Regions from separate parts of the Zea mays genome. Here region 1 is linked to region 2. A link is a contact called in public Hi-C data. All regions are on one chromosome and are shown on one strand. Each heading gives the region's core, a stretch centred on a gene start, on an enhancer-like site or on the middle of the called end of the contact. The rest is flanking DNA. Distances are from core to core; before and after follow the strand shown. Region 1 has its middle 39 kb from the start of LOC100278484. Region 2 holds the start of LOC100278484.

Evidence for each region. Hi-C and Micro-C count contacts between places; a contact is called where the count stands out from the background.
Region 1: a Hi-C map of tassel shows a contact between it and region 2, with 3 times the contacts expected there. The contact joins the enhancer-like site here to the promoter of LOC100278484 in region 2. A contact is called at or near these places in 13 of 25 Hi-C or Micro-C datasets (bundle sheath, ear, endosperm and 5 more).

What each region holds. Positions count from the first base shown.
Region 1 is chr4:160,379,218-160,382,358 of Zm-B73-REFERENCE-NAM-5.0, reverse strand. No RefSeq gene overlaps it. Among protein-coding and RNA genes, the nearest start is that of LOC100278484, 39 kb to the right of the region's middle. Within about 2 kb of position 1,473, at least 14 of the 20 cell types and tissues checked have an H3K27ac peak or open chromatin away from gene starts, as enhancers often do. A contact at or near this core is called in bundle sheath, endosperm, leaf and 2 more, where this site is marked.
Region 2 is chr4:160,340,710-160,343,499 of Zm-B73-REFERENCE-NAM-5.0, reverse strand. LOC100278484 reads left to right here and starts at 1,422. Exons shown (of 2, transcript NM_001371980.1): 1 at 1,422-1,796; 2 at 2,773-2,790. The coding sequence starts at 1,773.

The sequences.
Region 1 (3,141 bases), core at 224-2,723, 39 kb before region 2:
ACTTTCATAGTTCCATATATATTACTTACTATACCTACAATTTGTCCCTGTATATCTACACCATTTTTTCTCATTGTGTACATTGACAAGGTCAGCTCTATGCATCTATCTTTCGGGAAAAAAACCTGCGAAAGGCGCGGGCAATTTACTAGTATAATAAATTCCTCATGTAAAAGAGCACATAGCCTGGTTCGAATAAAATCCTCGTGTGTGAGTGTATGATTGTCATTTTTACCTGTAGTTGGATCCTAGGAGGCCCCAAAACACGAGTCAGTTTAAGGGTCTGTTTGATTGAGCTGTGGCTGTGAGCTATGAAAAAAGTTGTTGTGAGCTATGAGCTATTAAAAAACTAAAAATCGTTTGATCGAAAGCGCTAAAAACCGTTAAAAATCTTTGATATATGTTTTCACAGTTTCATTCAAAAGCCACTAAAAACATGTCCAAGGATGCTTTCATTTTTACACTGCGAGAAAATCGGTTTTTAGAAGAAAAGTTAATTTCTGGATCTAGCTCCTTGGTTTGACTTTTAGCCTTTACAGGACAAAAACTAACCAAACACACCCTATATCTGTTGCTTACTTTATTTACTAGCTGATAGGCACCACGGCCCGAACCAACAAAATAATTAGCAGGCGTACGTTCTGAAAGGTGGTAGCTGTAGGGAGAGGTCTCTCCGTCGTGCATGTCCGAGCATATATATGCCATGCCCGGCGTTCGTACGTCCTTTGACATGCATCAGGGAACTGGTGGGCTCTTCATCTTGACTCCCTGCCGTCTGATGCATGCATGACTTCTTCTCGCTACCCTCAGAGGCTATGGAGTCGTCTTCCTCTGTCTTGTCCACGTCTCAATAATCTGCCCCAAGTCAACCGACCGACACCCAACCAACTCCTAACCTAATCAATAAAGTTACTACAATCTCTTAATGTTCAATTTTAAATAATCGGTTCTTCTTGGATCCAAGTCTCGAGGATGGATTGGATTGGATTGGTTTGCGGGGCCGTGGTCCCGTGGATGGCCTGTGGTTGCAACACATTCATTCAGGGCCTCTTGACTTGGAGACGAGGCTTGTTTTGGACAATGACAAGTGGTGCTGCATGTTTCGAGCTGTGCATGCGAGTCTTTGGGCCTACTGGAAAAAAATGTCAACATCGTTCTTGATCTATTTAGGTCATGCTTCCCTTTTCGCTCTGTGGAAGGAAGACAACCACCCCCGCGTTTTACATGGTCATCGTGTAGTCCGATAGCACTTTCATTTCTTGCTGTACAATATATAGCCTACCTAACTTGCCATACTTTATTTAATTTTTTATTACTAAGTTTAGTTTCACAATTCGAACGATTAATCTTAGATAAAGTGTGTCACAGTTAGCCGCGAACCAAACATATTGACTTGGCGTGGGGTTGGAGTGTCTGCCTAGACTTTTAAACGGAGCTTTTCATTTTGTTTTGTTTCAGCAGTACGATCATTATTCCACGTTGGAGAGCAGCACTGCGCTTCCGCTGCCTAGTGGGTGCATGAGACGACAGAGTGCCCCACCATCCACTCAGATTCGGGTTTGATGTACACAGGCACACAGCCGGCGACAGTGACGGCTCGTTTGTTTATTTTTTCTTCTCATCTGGCCGCGCCTTAATTAGCAAGCACGAGAAGCTGGAAATTACCTTGTCCGTTGTCAACAGCTTTATTAGCCCTTTAGAAGACGAGAAAATGAAACCCTGTTGGACGATAAACTAGCTAGCTGCTAATTCATTCCACATGCATCCTGTCTTTTAGACAACGGAAACTTTTCCAGTAGCCTGACGACAGGCTTTGGTTCATTCCACAAGGCGTTCATATGCATGCTTGCTATGAGAATGAGGGCTGAGGCCACGAGATCTTGTAATGATGGGTTACGCCACTGGGTGTGCGTGTTAGGTGGGCCAGATAGTCAGATAAGCGAGGGCGATTTGATTTGTCCTGCCTTAATTGTTGCAACGCCGGGGCTGTGTGTCGTTCTTTCTCCGGATGCTACTCACGACCAAGCCTACCTATAAAAATATACTAGTATATGCATTATCAAACATATATACGGAACGACAAACATCATTATTATATGTAAAATCTATATGACAAATATTATCAATATCGTAAAATAACTTCACGTACTATATTATTGGCATCGGTCGAGTCGTGACTGCGTCTCCCGCCTAGGGTTAGCCTCGGGCGAGTCGTGACTGCATCTGCCGCCTCGGGTTAGCCTCGGACCTCGCACTAGTAGAAAAAGGCTCAAAGCCTGCGGTACGGTATATTTTTATAGGCGGATTCGGTTATCAACCGCCTGTGCTATTTTTAGTGGCGGTTTATTAAGAAAACCGCCACTAGAAATCGTATTTCTAGAGGCGGTTTCTTATGAAAACCGTCTGTAGAAATCCATGATTTCTAGTGGCAGTTTTCTTAAGAAACCGCCTGTAGAAATTGATTTTTAGTGGCGGTTTTCTTAAAGAACCGCCACTACAAATCATTTTTATCCTTAATTTTTCGAGTTTTTCAAACGAACTCGTATGATAAAACCATCAAAATAAAAGTTATAAATCTCTAAAAGTTATAAAATTTTGTAGTTGACAACTTTTTATTTGAAATCATTTCGGCTCTCAAAAATTGTATCTAAATTTGTCAAATTTAAAATTCAAATTTTGCAAACGACCTCGGATGAAAAAAGTGTCAAAATGAAAGTTTTAGAACATCAAAAATTATTCAACTTTGTAGTTGAGAACTGTTTTATTTGAATTCGTTTAAGGTCTCAAACAAGCAATTTACATTCAGTTGGTTGTAATATGTGGGCAACAAAACTACAAACTAGACACAAAGCATGTCATAGCCGGAGTGATAGAGGAGGGTACGCGTGAGGGTGAGGTCAGGGGTTCGATTTCTAGCAACCGCGTAGTACACAAAAAATTCCGCGACCTTCGACTTCGACGAAGACAGACAGGTGGGGGTGGGGTGGTGGGCGATTTCCACTGGCGGTTTTATTACGCCGACTGCTAGTGAAAATCGATTTTCACTGGCGGTTCTCAGTTACCCGCCTGTAAAAATGATGATTTCTACTAGCCCCTAGCACTGGCGGTTACGAAAAAGGCCACTATAAATAGTTTTAGGAC
Region 2 (2,790 bases), core at 173-2,672:
CGTGGCCTACTGCCCGTGACGTAAGCCAGTGGGCGGAGCCTGACGTAAGGCCTCTGGGCCACACGGGCTCTGCATTTATTGCGGATAAGGCGCGTCGCCTGTCCATTCCACTAGCAGGCGATGTGCCGCCTCAGCATTTAATGAGCCCTGTCCACTCCGCTGACGGGCGACGATCAGGCTATCTTGCAGGCGACATGCATGTCCATTCCGTTGGCAGGCAGTACGCCCATGCTGCCGCACTCATCATGACTCGCGCGTTACCGAGGAAGAAACCACGACATATCAATACTATATGCACTACGGACATTATGGCGTTCGGAGATCACCCTGACGCTACACGCGTTACTTCCTTCCTTCCGTTTTGCTCCTAGACCCACATGTCGGGGCTCAGCATCATTGTACGTGCCCCCTTAAACTATAAAAGAGAGGGCACCCAACGTTACAAAGTAAGTTCACTCAGGCTCACTTATACTCTCAAACTCACAAGTTCATACAAGCTCACAAGCTCAATACAACACACAGTGGAGTAGGGTATTACACTCCGGTGGCCTGAACCACTCTAAATACTCGTGTTCACTCGTGTCCATCGTTTATCTAGCAGAGAGACAAAACACTTAGGATTTAGGACGAGTGTGTTCCGTCACCCAGTCGGAGAATTTCCTCTTCGACAGTCATCTATTGTGTCCTCTAAAATTTGGCGGCCTCTTCTCGTTCTTTAAACATAGCGATACTCCTCGAACATGCGCTATACGCTAGACAGGTCTCCTCTCGCATCGATGTTAAAGACTCGATCCCTCTGTTCTCCACATGTTAGGCTCATGGACATTATTTAACGTACGGTTTAAATTAATTGAAGTTGCGAGTAACCCTTATCGGCGAAACGAAGAATATTTTTTAAGGCACGGACGTCAAGGTGCACCGTTCTTCTAAATTGCAAAAAGAAATCGTTTTTCAGCTGGGTGACAATGAGTTAGAAAAATGTTACAGTTTTTTGTTTTGCGTTACATACATAAGTTCAAATTGTATTAATATGATTGTTACCAAAAAAAAAATTCTTCAATTACAATGCCACACGTTGCATACAAGTTGAACGTTAAAATAAAAATGAATAAATAAGGTAGTTGTGTATTGTTTTGACAATGTAGATATTGAGAAAAAAATAGAGTTATCAGACTAAACGAAATTTAGATAATGTCGCTGGACGCTGGAGAGAGTCTCTGAAACCAAAAACACACCGCTTGGTTGCTGGCACGTGGCACGGGTCCCTACGCACGTGCGAGGCCCCACGCGGACCATCATCCTCCATTCCTCCAGGGCTGCTTCGCGGCTAGCTGCCCCTCTCGCAGTCTCGCTGTCCATCGACTGCTGTCGTCACCGACTGTAGCCGAAGCCTACACGGACGAATTTCGACGCATTTCCAAAAAAAAAAAAATTGCCAGGGGGCACCAATTTTCCTTGCTGTTCCTCCAGCTAGCGTGGCAGACGCATAAAAAAATATTTGCGAAAAAGAATCGCACTATCTACATGACATATGAAGGAGAAGAGACTAGCTAGGGAAGGAGCCGGGAGCAATTCCACTACTCAGGCCATCCACGGGACATTCCTCCGCTCCGCCTCCGCCGCCGCCCGTCCCCATCCGGCTCCAGTAGGCTCCTCGTCGTCGTCCTCCCCCCTCGTCGCGCCGTCGTCCCGAGCTCGTCTGGCAAGCGCGCGCGCGCGGCACGGGAGACAGAGTCGCTCTGGCGAGGAGCGGGATTGGGATCCTTGCATGCATGGATGCGGCGCAGTGGCATCAGGTAAGCCGATCTGCACGGCCGTCTCGATCGAACCAAACAAGGCGCGCGCTAGCTGCAGCGTGCATCGGGGCCGGGAGCCATGAGTACGAGCAGATCTCTCGCCTGCCGGCTTGGATCTTGGTGTCTTGTTCTTGGTTACTCTAGCGGTTCTTCGCCTCTCTGGCTGATCTGCCTTGGTCCTGGAGCTTGCTTTCTTATAGTAGTAGATATAGGAGTGAGTGTGTGGGCATGATTTCGTGTTCTTGGGATACCGCCATGCCGAGCCTTTTATATTCTTTGTGTAGATCTACGCGAGCACACCGTCATCTCCTCTCTGTGCATGCGCGCGTGCCGTCAAGCTCTTCTAGCTCCATTGGCTTCGAGCTGGGGGGCCTTTAATCCTCCCTGCTTGTCTCCTCCCTTTTAATCCTTGAAAGGAGCGCACACACACGGCCGGGCCGCCCCCTTTTTTTCCCCCTCCCTTTGTTCCTACCTTTCTTTCTATCTTATCCATCCCCTCCTTTCCGAGCTCTCTCTTCCCTTTTATCCCTCCTTTTTCTCATATGGAGGAGAGTAGTAGCTTTACTCTCTCCACGCCTTGCATCAAAAGAGCGGCCATGTCTTGGGTGATGGAGTGATTAGAGGTGCTACTACGCCACAAGCGCAACCCTACAAGAGCACAAACAAAGTGGAGTTTTACGTACGTGGTGCTGTGTTGTGCTTCTCTCTCATCTTTTGCTTGCCCTTTTTTTCACCTTTTAATTTGCCTTTCAATCTCACTTTGTATCCATTTGTTTGGTTCTTTTGTTGCACTGCGCTGCAGTTGCGCCATAAGAATCCAAAGAGACCTCCACGCTCATAACCCCCCTCTGCTAAGACTGCTATGTGCTATCATTCTCTTCATTCTCCATGTTCTTGCTTCCCCTAGCTAGATAGGATCCATCATTAAGTTCTGCGGTAGTAACATCTAACATGAGCAATATGTGTGCATCACCAGGGGCCGCTAGGGCTAGGC